2 separate regions of the Mus musculus genome follow, and region 1 is linked to region 2. Evidence: chromatin contacts called from public HiChIP or PLAC-seq data. All regions are on one chromosome and are shown on one strand. Each heading gives the region's core, a stretch centred on a gene start, on an enhancer-like site or on the middle of the called end of the contact. The rest is flanking DNA. Distances are from core to core; before and after follow the strand shown. Region 1 holds the start of Tgfb1 (transforming growth factor, beta 1). Region 2 holds the start of Axl (AXL receptor tyrosine kinase).

What was found. HiChIP or PLAC-seq counts read pairs in DNA pulled down with a chosen protein or histone mark.
Region 1: a contact with region 2 is called in an H3K4me3 HiChIP or PLAC-seq map of embryonic stem cells, with 30 read pairs. The contact joins the promoter of Tgfb1 here to the promoter of Axl in region 2. A contact is called at or near these places in 2 of 39 promoter capture datasets (cranial neural crest and embryonic stem cells), 1 of 15 datasets of contacts at CTCF or cohesin (CD8 T cells), 3 of 484 Hi-C or Micro-C datasets (embryonic stem cells, nephron progenitors and regulatory T cells), 9 of 115 datasets of contacts at active chromatin or transcription factors (CD8 T cells, bone marrow-derived macrophages, effector CD8 T cells and 4 more) and 2 of 9 other capture datasets (adipose tissue and liver).

The regions. Positions count from the first base shown.
Region 1 is chr7:25,685,736-25,692,513 of GRCm38.p6, forward strand. Tgfb1 (transforming growth factor, beta 1) reads left to right here and starts at 1,267. Exons shown (of 7, transcript NM_011577.2): 1 at 1,267-2,488; 2 at 6,642-6,778. The coding sequence starts at 2,134. It overlaps B9d2 (B9 protein domain 2), which reads left to right. Exons shown (of 4, transcript NM_001362154.1): 4 at 246-827. The coding sequence ends at 559.
Region 2 is chr7:25,785,677-25,791,874 of GRCm38.p6, forward strand. Axl (AXL receptor tyrosine kinase) reads right to left here and starts at 3,057. Exons shown (of 20, transcript NM_009465.4): 1 at 2,739-3,057; 2 at 1,615-1,840; 3 at 1,211-1,311; 4 at 158-334. The coding sequence starts at 2,802.

The sequences.
Region 1 (6,778 bases), core at 17-2,516, 100 kb before region 2:
GGTTGGACTTTGTTCTGTGGCCCAGGGGAGTCATGGGAGGGTTTTGAGCAAGAGGGTAATGTGGATTGCTCTAGATTCCTGTGACTACTATGTGGAGTGAGTGGGAGATGAGAACCCAGAGAGGAAATTCAGGCAATAATCCAAGGTAAAAGTACTGTGCGAGGTCTCCAGTGGTTTCAATGCTGGGAACCCGGGAGCAGGGTTCTGCCCCTTTGTCCTTTTCTCTAACGCCTCTCCTCCCGCAGGTTGGCCTCGACTCCATCTCCAGGTGTGGTCCCAGGACAGCTTTGGCCGCTGCCAGCTTGCTGGCTATGGCTTTTGCCATGTGCCTAGCAGCCCAGGCACTCATCAGCTGGACTGCCCTACATGGAGGCCCCTGGGCAGTTGGAGGGAGCAGCTAGCACGGGCTTTCGTGGGTGGTGGGCCACAGCTGCTGCACGCAGATACCATCTACAGCGGGGCTGACCGCTACCGCCTGCACACGGCCGCGGGTGGCACAGTGCACCTTGGTATCGGCCTGCTGCTGCGCCACTTCGATCGCTATGGAGTGGAGTGTTGAGGGACTTCATTGCTACTAATCGCCATCATCCACTGAGCACATAATGGCACAGCAGTGAAGCAGGCACGTGGACTCTGGAGACTGTCAGTCCTGATCACCCCCAAGTCATGGCCCCTATGCCATGGACTGCAAGGCCAGGAACTCCCCTGTGGCCCATGCTCCACTGAACTACGGGGTAGAAAGGGCTGTGGGTTGGAGGGACATGAGCAGGGCCCACTGTTTGGACTGTCGGGGGCACTTAATAAAAGCGTGTATTTCTCATGGGTAAGGTGCCTCCTTGTATCCGCTAAAGCTCTCAGACGTCGGTCTCCTTATTTCACTCTCCTTGACACTCTCATCCGCAAAGTCTGCCCCTGCCTTTCGCTCTCCACCGCCTAGGTCCCCACTTCTAATACAGGACTCTGTTTTCTCACGAAGTCCCAATTTTTCCTTTGACCCTTCAACAACTCCCAAATCCACCGGGGCGCTTTGGTTGGTCACCGGCTTTAGTAGTGCTCCGCCGCCAGGAGGCAGCACCCTGGAGGTGGGGCGAGGCCGGGGTGCCCGCCCCCTCCCCGCAGGGCTGAAGGGACCCCCCTTGGAGCCCGCCCACGCTAAGATGAAGACAGTGCCCCCCCATGCCCTCCCCCTGGGGCTGCCCCCGCCCCGCGCGCGCTTCCTGGGTGGGGCCGGGGCGGCTTCAAAACCCCCGCCGCCCCAGCCGGTCCCGCCGCCGCCGCCGCCCTTCGCGCCCCAGGCCGTCCCCCTCCTCCTCCCGCCGCGGATCCTCCAGACAGCCAGGCCCCCGGCCGGGGCAGGGGGGACGCCCCTTCGGGGCACCCCCGGCTCTGAGCCGCACTCGGAGTCGGCCTCCGCTGGGAGCCGGCAAAGGAGCAGCCGAGGAGCCGTCCGAGGCCCCAGAGTCTGAGACCAGCCGCCGCCGCAGGGAGGAGGGGGAGGAGGAGTGGGAGGAGGGACGAGCTGGTTGAGAGAAGAGGAAAAAAGTTTTGAGACTTTTCCGCTGCTACTGCAAGTCAGAGACGTGGGGACTTCTTGGCACTGCGCTGTCTCGCAAGGAGGCAGGACCTGAGGACTCCAGACAGCCCTGCTCACCGTCGTGGACACTCGATCGCTACCCGGCGTTCCTCAGACGCCCCTATTCCGGACCAGCCCTCGGGAGCCACAAACCCCGCCTCCCGCGAAGACTTCACCCCAAAGCTGGGGCGCACCCCTTGCACGCCGCCCTCCCCCCAGCCTGCCTCTTGAGTCCCTCGCATCCCAGGACCCTCTCTCCCCCGAGAGGCAGATCTCCCTCGGACCTGCTGGCAGTAGCTCCCCTATTTAAGAACACCCACTTTTGGATCTCAGAGAGCGCTCATCTCGATTTTTACCCTGGTGGTATACTGAGACACCTTGGTGTCAGAGCCTCACCGCGACTCCTGCTGCTTTCTCCCTCAACCTCAAATTATTCAGGACTATCACCTACCTTTCCTTGGGAGACCCCACCCCACAAGCCCTGCAGGGGCGGGGCCTCCGCATCCCACCTTTGCCGAGGGTTCCCGCTCTCCGAAGTGCCGTGGGGCGCCGCCTCCCCCATGCCGCCCTCGGGGCTGCGGCTACTGCCGCTTCTGCTCCCACTCCCGTGGCTTCTAGTGCTGACGCCCGGGAGGCCAGCCGCGGGACTCTCCACCTGCAAGACCATCGACATGGAGCTGGTGAAACGGAAGCGCATCGAAGCCATCCGTGGCCAGATCCTGTCCAAACTAAGGCTCGCCAGTCCCCCAAGCCAGGGGGAGGTACCGCCCGGCCCGCTGCCCGAGGCGGTGCTCGCTTTGTACAACAGCACCCGCGACCGGGTGGCAGGCGAGAGCGCCGACCCAGAGCCGGAGCCCGAAGCGGACTACTATGCTAAAGAGGTCACCCGCGTGCTAATGGTGGACCGCAACAACGGTGAGCTCCGAGGGGCCGGGGAGCCAGGAGGGAGCCCCCAGGGGGCGCCGGAGTGCAGGGGTCACCGGGAGGAAATTACCCTCAGAGGAAACTGGCTGGAGGAAGGGGAGCCCTGGGGGCACCGGGACAACTGTGTGGGTGTCCCAAAGAGGCTGGCACTTTCCCGTACCCCAGGTGTCTTTGAGAGGAATAGACAGCCTGCCAAAGTGATCCTCTCCTAGAAAAGCAAGGTCGTGGGGAGAGTCCCCTCTAGAAGAGGAGCATTTGGCAGGTTTTGTTTTAAGTTCCCCTAATGGTGCCTAAAAATGCAGGGCTCGCTGGGTGGTCTCTTTCCAGAAAGGTAGAACCCAGCTCAAGAGAATGGAAGGTGTCCAACATTTCGGAATGGAGATGCAATGTGGAAAGCCGACCCCAGACCGGGTCGTGAGATGGAGAGAAAACCTAGGGGATGGGTACCCTAGAACTGCCAAATAAAATCTCTAGTGGGCTTACTCTCAGAAAGCGACAGGCGCACGCTAGAGAGTGTGATCTGTGGAGTCACTACGGGGTTACAAGTGAAAAAGGAAAGCGACGTTGTTGGGAGAAGGACTCTAGAGAGGAGCAGAGAGGGTGCGGAAAATGAGCCCGGAGGTGTCACGAGTGTTTTGCTTGGGGGCGTAAAAGAGCGCGCGAGCCGGCAGGCGGAGCCCAGTGAAGGAAGCGAGCGAGTCCTCAAGAAATCTAGAATACTGGGTCATTGGGAAGGAGTCATAAAAAGGGGAGACTGGCTTAGGAAGGTGGCCCCCCGCGGCAGCCAGGCAGACGGAGCAGGGATACCATGCCATCCAGGAGTGAGTGGCGAGCGCCCCTCTCCTGGGCGTGGAAGGGAGTGGCTGAGCCTCTGGAGTCGAGCCCTAGAGGAGCAGCTAGAAGTAGGGGAGAGGCAGTCTTCAAAACTCAAATGAAAAAACCGAATCGGTAAGGATGAGGAAGCCCCCACGTGGGTGCCACGCGCGTGGGGAGGAGCTTGCGCTTCTTGGGGGGGTAAGAGGACCCCACGGAACTGAACGCTGACAGGCTGTAACCCCAAGGTCCCAGTTCCTCCTACCGGAGGCTGGGGAAAACCCAGCGTCCGGTCGCCACGCCCTCCTCCCTTCCCTTTCCTTCCCGTGCCCGGGAGGAGGGGAGACAGAGATCGCGCGCGGAGCCTGGGGCGAGACGAGGCAGGTCCGGATCCCGCCCTCCCTAGGCTGTTAGTCTCCCGCCCTCCTCACCCCAGTAGTGGGCGGGGAAACTCACGGCCCCGCCCTGTAGGCGCCCACGCGGGACCCAAGCGTCGTGTGTGACCGGGGAACTTTAGGTGTCAGTAGCTTCTCCAGGTTTCACCTTCCTAACCCCAGAGGTGGACTTAAGGATTATTTGCACATTGCTGGACCCAATTGTGGCTCAGGCCTAATGACACCCCTCCCTAGCCACGACTTAATGTGACCTCTTCGTTGGAGAAGTCCTTTACTCTCCTGAGACTGTATTTCTTACGCATATATCTCTTCCGGCATGTGCCTCTCATTTCCGTCTCCTCTCCCACATACCTATTCATCTCTATGTCACCCCATTTCCCTCTGCGACACCCACAATCCTTCCTGCCCTCCTATCTCTCCCCTATCGGCTACCCCCAGCTGAGATCCCATCCCTCCATTGTGGTTTGCTGAGTAACAACCGAACCAAGAATAGAGGCCCTCTGTCCTTCATCGACGTCTGGGATCACCATCTCATCCCCACTACAAGAAGCCAGAAGCCCCAGCAGACGCAGAATTTCGGGATTTTGCCCCTTCGTTCCCCAGTGCAGACATCCTTTAGGCTAGGAAGCCCTTTAGTGAATGGGGCTCCCAAACCTGCAGTCACTCTTACCTAGAAATCCTCTTTGCTGCTAACACGACCAGGAAATGGGCTAAAGAGGGGAGTAACTAATGACACTGATGACAGGCAAATGATAATAAACCCCCACTGGCCAGGAAATGGCAGAGTTTTGGGATTAGGACCACTGTCTGGTTGTCTCCATCTGATCCCCCCCTCCCCTGCTTATCCTCATTCCCACTCAGTTCTCCCCCTCCATCCACCTCCCATGACTTACTGACTCGCTGTGCAGGGGTGGATTGGTACGGGGTGCGGGCTTCCCCTTCTCAGGAGAGGAGGGGGTGAGGGAAGGGGATGTGAGGGGGGACTGGAAGGAGGGAAAGCTGAAGTCGGGTTATAAAGTGAATGAATGAATGAATGAATGAATGAACGAACGAACAAACAAATAAATGGGGGGGGGCAACCCAATCCCAGGCTGCCAAGTCTGTCTATGACTGTAGTCCCAGTACTGGGGAGACAAAGGCAAAAGGACTGCTTCAAGACCATCCTTGGATACACAGTGAATGTGAGACTAGCCTAAGCTATGAAATCCTGTCTCCAGAACAAAAGAAAATAAACAAAAAAATTAGTCCCTGGGGCGGGAGAGATGGCTCAGAGGTTAAGAGCACTGGCTGCTCTTCCAGAGGTCCTGAGTTCAAGTCCCAGCAACCACATGGTGGCTCACAACCATCTGAAATAAGATCCGATTCCTTCTTCTGGTGTGTCTGAAAACAGCGACAGTGTACTCATATATATAAAATAAATAAATTAATTTTTAAAAGCTTTTAAAAAATTAGTCCCTGTAATAAGGTGGCTTGAATCTTACCATGTTGTGAAGTCTCAATGCCTTTATCTTTTGTAAAGTGTTTAAAATGATATCTTTACCATGCACTGTATTCCCCTCACCTTTATTAGCACACACACATGTGCACACACACGCACGTGCGTGCACACACACACATATGTAGGCTAACTCCCAGTGAACAGCTTCCTGACTCAGGCTCAGGCTCCTCAGCTTTGGCTGCAGACTCACACTAGCTAAAATACACTTTATTATGTTTAGCTTTTCCCCAGTGTCTCATCAGCTCTGTTAATCCTGGATTTGATTGGTGTCTTACAGTTAAAGAGAGAAGTTTGGCCGCTACTGGTGGCACAGGCCTGTAGGATTTGCTGAAGGAGGCAGAGGTGGGAGGATCTGGAGTTCAAGGCCAGCCTGGGATACACATTTTTCTGCCAGCCAGTGGTGGCGCACGCCTTTAATCCCAGAATTTGGGAGGCAGAGGCAGGCGGATTTCTGAATTTGAAGCCAGTTTGGTCTACAGATTGAGCTCCAGGACAGCCAGGGCTACACAGAGAAATCCTGTCTCAAAAAAAAAAGAAAAGAAAGAAAGGGAGGGAGGGAGGGAGGGAGGGAGAGAGGGGGGAGAGGGGAAGGGAAGGAAGGAAGAAAAGAAAGAAAGAAAGAAAGAGAGAAAGAGAGAGAGAGGAAGGAAGAAAGAAAGGAAGGAAGGGAGGGAGGGAGGGAGGGAAGAAGGAAGGAAGGAAGGAAGGAAGGAAGGAAGGAAGGGAGGAAGGGAGGAAGGAAGGAAGGAAGAAGCCACAGGTAACATAGTGTTTCAGTTGCAGCCGCCTAGGCTGGGAATCAGAACTTAATGGTACTTATTTCATCCAAGGTTAGAAGGCAGTTGGCCCAGTAGTAGAGCACTTCCTTAGAATCCACCTCCAAGGGGCTGTGTGTAGCTCAGCGACCAAGCGAGCGAGCGCTCCCACCTAGAACCTGCTGTGGGAGTCACTCAGTGCACGAGCACCCAACCTGAGTAGCAGCAGGGAAGCTTTCTGATCCCCCAAATTATGCCGTGCAATTTACTCTACAACTTCTGTTTGGTTTTGTTTGAGGCGTGGTCTCCTGCAGCCCAGGTGAGGTCAGCCAGTTAAGAACATTAGAGAGGGGCCTCTAAGAGCAGTCAAGATAACCAGCTGTTCTTCCAGCGGGTTGGGGTTTCCAGGACCTACATGGCAGCTCACAGCCATCTGTAACTCCGGTTCTAGAGGATCTGACACCCTCTTCTGGCTTCCACGGGCACTAGGCATGCACTCTGCACACAGACACACGGATGCAGCCAAAACATCCCTACACATAAGTAAACTGAATGTTAGAATGTGAAGTGGAATGCCAACCTGAGTTAGAGCCCATGGGCTCAGAAGCAGGGTGTCTCTGTTTCTTCCATCCTTGTCACAGACCTGACCTGATGTCTTCCTCCTTCTGCTCCTCCCCACCCAGCCATCTATGAGAAAACCAAAGACATCTCACACAGTATATATATGTTCTTCAATACGTCAGACATTCGGGAAGCAGTGCCCGAACCCCCATTGCTGTCCCGTGCAGAGCTGCGCTTGCAGAGATTAAAATCAAGTGTG
Region 2 (6,198 bases), core at 1,807-4,306:
AAGTAGTGAAACAGTGATGGAGAGACAGAGGGATGGAGAACAGACAGACAGATGAAAAATCACAGGAAGGGAAATAAGACAGAAGACAGAGACAAGTAGACAGACACATCGAATGAAGGGCCCTGGCTGCTCTGCTTTGGCCCACTCTCAGACTCACCTGGAGTTTGCAGACTGTGCTGGGAGCTGTGTCCTGTGACTGGGGCCAGGGGGACAGCATCTTGAAGCCAGAGTAGGGTCACGGGTTCCGGGGGTCCCTGGGCCTGGCAGCTTAGGTTGAAAGGGGTGTTGGCAGGCACAGCTTTGTCCTCAGGCTCCTCCAGGAAGTACGGGAGACCTGGGCAGTCAAGGACAGAAACTTGGTTCCCTCTGACCCTCTCAGGGCCCCCAGATTATCATTAGGATGTTGGAGGTGCTAAACACTACATCCACCCTGCAGGGTTTTTGACTTGTCCCTTATATCTGGTCACCTAGGAAACGTGCGTCACCTTCAGATATCTGATCCTTTATGCTTTTATGCCTAGGACCATGCTTCCAACATCTGGTTTAGCCTATGCCTGACCACCTTGAACATTTTCCAGGGCATGTAAAAGTCTCGCCTTGTCTGTTTTTCTTTTTCTCTTCCTCTTCCTCCCCCTCTTCCCCTCCCCCCCCCCCATCTCTCTGAGATACAATCTCTCTACAGAGCCTTGACTGTCCTGAAACTCACTATGTAGACCAGGCTGGCCTTGAACTCACAGAGATCCTCCTGTCTCTGTCTCCTTGGTGCTGGGATTAAAGGTGTGTGTTAGCATGCCGGGGTCTTCTCCTTTTGAGGGTCTTTCTATGTATCCCAGACTAGCCTCAAACTACAGATCATCTGCCTCAGTCTCTTGAAAGTGGCAATTATATGTGTGCATCACTATGCCTGGCTTTCCTCGTATCCCTTTCCTAATGAAGGAGTGAGGTACTTGGAAATATGGGAGAATTAACTTGTGTGCAGCTGATTCCCAGACTAGAAGGTCCTACTCCAAGCATATCTGATTCCCCAGGACATCCAAAAGCTCCCCAAATCTCTCTCCTCTGGGACATAGACCTGTCCCCCATAATGTATGGCCTCCCATGCCTCCCCAACTACCAAGATTCCCTAAGTCTCTGGACTTTATGTCCCAATGGGAAAAGCTCTGAGTTCTTCACCTGTCATCCCCGCATAAGCTCTGACCCGAGAACTCACCTTCCAGCCCTACAAAGCCCGGCTGAGACACAAAGGTCCGTCCTTCTAGATGCACCATACACTGGTACTCCCCTGCATCTGAAAGTTGCAGGGCTGAGATTCTAGAAGGGAAGAGGGGGATTTAGAGGCTGGGGGTCAGAGCTGGACACTGGGATGTGGTCAGCAGAACTGAAAGAGGGAGGGGGTCTGGACAGGAAACTTATAGGAGGCTGAAGTAGGTCCTATTTTTAACTCATTTTTACAGAAGAGGAAAACGAAACCCAGAGGTCATATCACAAGCTCAGAGCCACGTGCCCAGTAAGTGGTCAGGTGGAGATTCCCAACCCAGGTGGAGGGGCTGCCCAGTGGCTTGGTGCGGAAGGGCTGTGTGTATGGAGCTCCCTGGTCAGTGACAGGTGCCACACCTGAGCTGACTGACAACTTTCCATTCATCTTGCCAGTCTTCGCCCAGAGGCACCTGGGTCTGGGTGTTATCAGCCAGTTCTAGGATCTGTCCATCTCGAAGCCACACCACCTCAGGGGGTTCCCCCTGAACCTGGAGCTCACACCGAAGTGTCCCCGTGAGTCCTCTGGCACCTGTGATATTCCCTGGGTTCCCCACAAACGGGCTGCCAGCCTCGGTCTGTGTGTCTGTCAGGGAGATGGTAAGGAGCATGGTTAGGAAACCCGCAGCTCGCTGCTCCTCTGGTCCACCTTCCCTATCTGCCCATGGTTGCCAGGACCCCACATAGTTGTAGAGTGACCTCAGAGGGGGGTGGGGTGGAGGCATGGGAGAGGATAGGAGTCTTCCCAGGGGATTGAGGTCCGGCTTCCATCTCATGTCCAGTCTGTTAGGAAGAAGGCCTGGGATCTGGCAGCCTCCCACGCCCTGGACTGCCTGGCAGGGCCGGTCCTTGCCATTCTGGTCTCTAGAGACTTCACAGTCTGGACTGGGAGATAGAGGAAAAGAAAACGGAGCAGAGAAGGAAAGGAAAGGGGAGGGGAGGGGAGGGGAGGGGAGGGGAGAGAGAGAGAGAGAGAGAGAGAGAGAGAGAGAGAGAGCACTCCAGCAGGGCAAGAACAAGTGGAGGGGGACAGCAGTGACAAAGGGGGCCCAGGACTCCCAAACCCTCCTTCTCTAGTCTTCCTCTGTGTTTGTTGGGGAAAGAGCCCTTTCTGTAATCTGGACCCTCTAGCTCTGTCCCTCTCCTCAGGACACAGATTCCTCAACCCCCCAGCCCTCCCTCAACTCCTCCTGTCTGTCTTTCTGCCCAGTCCATCTTTTGGTCCTCCCGGTTACTGTTTCTTGTCCTTCTATTCCTCTCTGAGTTGCTTTCCCTAACTCCAGGCTCTTTGAGTCTGTGTCTTTCTGCCGCCCCCCCCGCCCCCCCCCCCGCGCGCGCCCAGGCCAGCACTCTGTCGTCCCAAGGAAACTCCCTAAGCCAGCCCAGTACCCATAACACCTGCCAGCCAGCCCCCACCTCCTCACTGCCCCTGCCCTGGATCGCATCAGCCGGCGTCTCTGCCTCAGTGAGACCCCATCACTCACCCTTATGGGCTGCACACCCCCAGCAGCACAGCGCCAACCACCAGGCCAGCGGGACCCTGCCCATCCTCCAGACACCAACAGCTCAGATTGATGCCAAACTTTCTTCCGAAGTTGATGGGCACCTCGCTAGGAAAGGGGGCAGGGCCGGGTTGTCCCCGGCCCTCCCCCCACCCCTGGGCTCCTGGGATTTGGCACTGCCCGCCTGGCACAGCGGGAGCCCCTCGGCTGGCTCAACTCCTCCGCAGCTAGCCGCCTTCCCGGCTACCCTGCCTCATTCTCTCACTCCCAGACTTCTTTCCCCGCCCCTGGCTCCCCCTCTGCCTCCGCCCACTAGGGCCCCAGCCTTGGGGCCACTGGGACTTGGAGGGGTTAACTAGGAGTGAAGAGTACGGGATCTGCCTTGTCTTAAAGGAGCCTGGGCGCCTTGGAGAGAGGCTGGGGAGGAGGAAGGAGACCTTGGTGGCTCATGGTGGCTGAGGCCGATCCTGGGCTGGTGAGTTAGGAGGATGGGCGCTGTGTCCCCCTGAACTCTCAGGGTCTGGTAAACATTCCTGTAGAATTTCCACTCCTCTCAGCCCAAGACGCCCCCCAGCCCCCCTTTCTGGGCCCCCACCCTCAGCCCAGCCTGCCAGGCCTCCTCCAATTCCCCTCACACTCGCAGCTTGAACAAGGACTCTCTCTCTCTCTCTCTCTCTCTCTCTCTCTCTCTCTCTCTCTCTCTCTCTCTCTCTCTCTCTCTGCATTGACACAGAAGCTGGGACAGGTAGAGACATGCAATGGCATGCTGCCTGCCCACAGATACCCTCAGATGAGCCGGGTCAGGAGCTTGCCTGGGGAGAAGTCTTACAAATGGAAGGTCACTGCGGGACTGGCATATGGGGGATCAGGGTACTCACTGAGGGCACATCAACACTCAAACCCACCGAAGCCCACTTGAACACAGAAACAGGAATCCAGAGGTGGCAGCAGACTGAAGTGACAACCCCAGCTCTAGCCCAGCCACATGACTTTGGGCAATGGGCAAATGCCTGTCTTCCTGTACCTCAGTGTGTCTAGCTTTAAGATGGGGACGAGGACAGCCCCTGCTAATGCAGCAGGCTAGTGCGAGAATGATCTAGGTCAAAGTGCATGCAGTTTCTTGCACAGGGTGGCCCAGATGACGAGGTGCCCGGGATTTTTGCTACCCATGCTGGTTGTTCCTCTGCCTCAGGATTCTTGTATCCAGCCCTGGCAGATCCGGAGCCAGTATTAAGCCTCTGCTGCATGTCTGCTTCTATGCCTCTAGGTGTTTGCCATAGAGGGCATGCTCAGATGGCCTCCTAGTACCCAGTTCTCTTCTTCATTAGTCAGGCTGCTTCTTGATCAAATCATTGAGCTGCTTTTGATCACCACAGAATCCCATGTCACCTCCTGGCATCTCTCTCTCTCTCTCTCCCTTTGCCCTTCTCCATATCCACCACTCCTCCTTCCATCCCCCTGCCTCCAATCCATCTCTTGGTTGGGATCTAGGAGGATGTTTCTGAGACAGCCCTCCCCCCCATGTCTGTCCTCTAGACTCCCCACTTCTCTGATGATCAACTCCAAGCCTCTCAGCTGCTCGCTCTCGGTCCTAACCATAACCACCATCCTGTTTGTATCTTGATTCAGTGATGTGGCAGCCCCGGCATCTAACCTGCCACCTAGTCTGAGCCCTGGGGTCCTCCTGAACGCTCAGTGTGGATTGGTTGCATGGAATCCCAGGGAGAGCTCAGCCTTACAAACCTCTCTCCTATGTGGCTGCCTCTTTAGAGTCTCACCCTGGTCTAGCCTTGCCCTTTCCCTCCTGGATCCCAGCTATAATTTGCTCCTTCAGTGGCCCGATTGCTTCTTCCATCACGTTTCCCTTTTAGCAGCCACAGGGTGTTTCTTATCCCACATCCCATCTGATCCTTTCCTTCTCCCTTCCTTCCCTCTCCGATACCACCTAGCTGTATCCCATCTTCTGCTTCAGCCTTTAGGATAAAGCCACGGGCTTCTTACAAGCACCCCTCATTGCCACCTGAGCGTGTCCTCACCTCCCTGGTCAGTTTTCATTTTCTCACCCGAAACAGCTCCCTCACAGGCTGTGGAACAGCTTTCTGTGGCACTTTGTCCCAAGCTCCTACACCTCCCTCAGCCCCACCTCTCCTCCCTTTTCTTTTGCATCCTTTCCAGCCCCCTCCTGTCTAACCTAGCTCTACTCCTTCAATATACGGCTCCCTCTCAGCACCGCCTTTTTCTGAGATGGTCTCACTATATCACCAAGGGTGGTCTTGAACTCTCAGTCCTACGTGCTTTGCCCTCCAGAGAGTGCTGGGTGACAGGCAAGCACCACCACACCCAGCTTACCCGGTGCTTTTCATTGGCAGCAGGCCCCGTTTATTGTCATTATGGAGTTATTGCACAATTCTGTTTCCTGCCTGTCTCTCCTTTCTGCTGGTGGACGCTGGGAGGACAGCCTGGGGGATATCGCAGATATTGCTGCAACCCTTAGAAAAGGCCTTGCCATACTGTAGATAAGAAGAAAAAAAGGCATCTCTGGGGTGAAGTGGAAACTTTAGGGTTCTTTGGAAAGTCGGTTGGATGATATTTTGCTGGGGCAAACACATGAAGGGACGTTTCATTAAAGCAGACATAGGTGTGAAAGGCTAAGGTAGACTCATGAAGGAATGTTTCGCTGAGAGACACACACAGGAGAGAGGATGTTCTGCTAAAGCAAGTGTGTGAAGGGACACGTGATGAAGGATTCTTTGCTAACAGCACTCAGGTATTGGTCTGCCTTACGTTGCATAGTTGATCTGCTTTTGTTGGGACTCCACAGACTTGGGCTGGCTGCGGCAGACTTGGGTGGAGGATGCATGATGTTTGGTGGGTGTTGGAGATCGGGCCTAATGCTTTGATTTGACAGGGAATGTGCTTGTTTGTGCAAACACTAAAGTTAGTTTTTGATTGATCAATAAAGATGCCAGTGACTAATGGCTGGGCAAAGGGAGGCAGGGTGGGACCCTTAGAGTTGGTGGGGCTAGGACACAGGGGAAAGGAGGAAACGCAGACTTTCAGGATCACTGTGAATCACGGGGTTGGGGGGAGCGTGGAGAGAGATGGATCAGATTTAGAGCTGCAGAGGGAACATCATCTGAAATGTAGGGAAAGCGGCCGCCGGAAAGGCTGCTCAGAAACACCTTGGGCATCAGAGACCAATGGGCCCTACAGAAGGTAACAGCGCAGCAAAGTTAAAAGTAGATCCAAGGAGGCTGGAGAGGTGGCTCAGCAGTTAAGAGCACTGGCTGCTCTTCCAGAGGTCCTGAGTTCAATTCCCAGCAACCACATGGTGGCTCACAACCATCTGTAATGGGATCTGGCGTGTCTGAAGACAGCTACAGTGCACTTACATACATTAAATAAATAAAATCTTTTTTAAGAATGCAAAATATGTATTTAA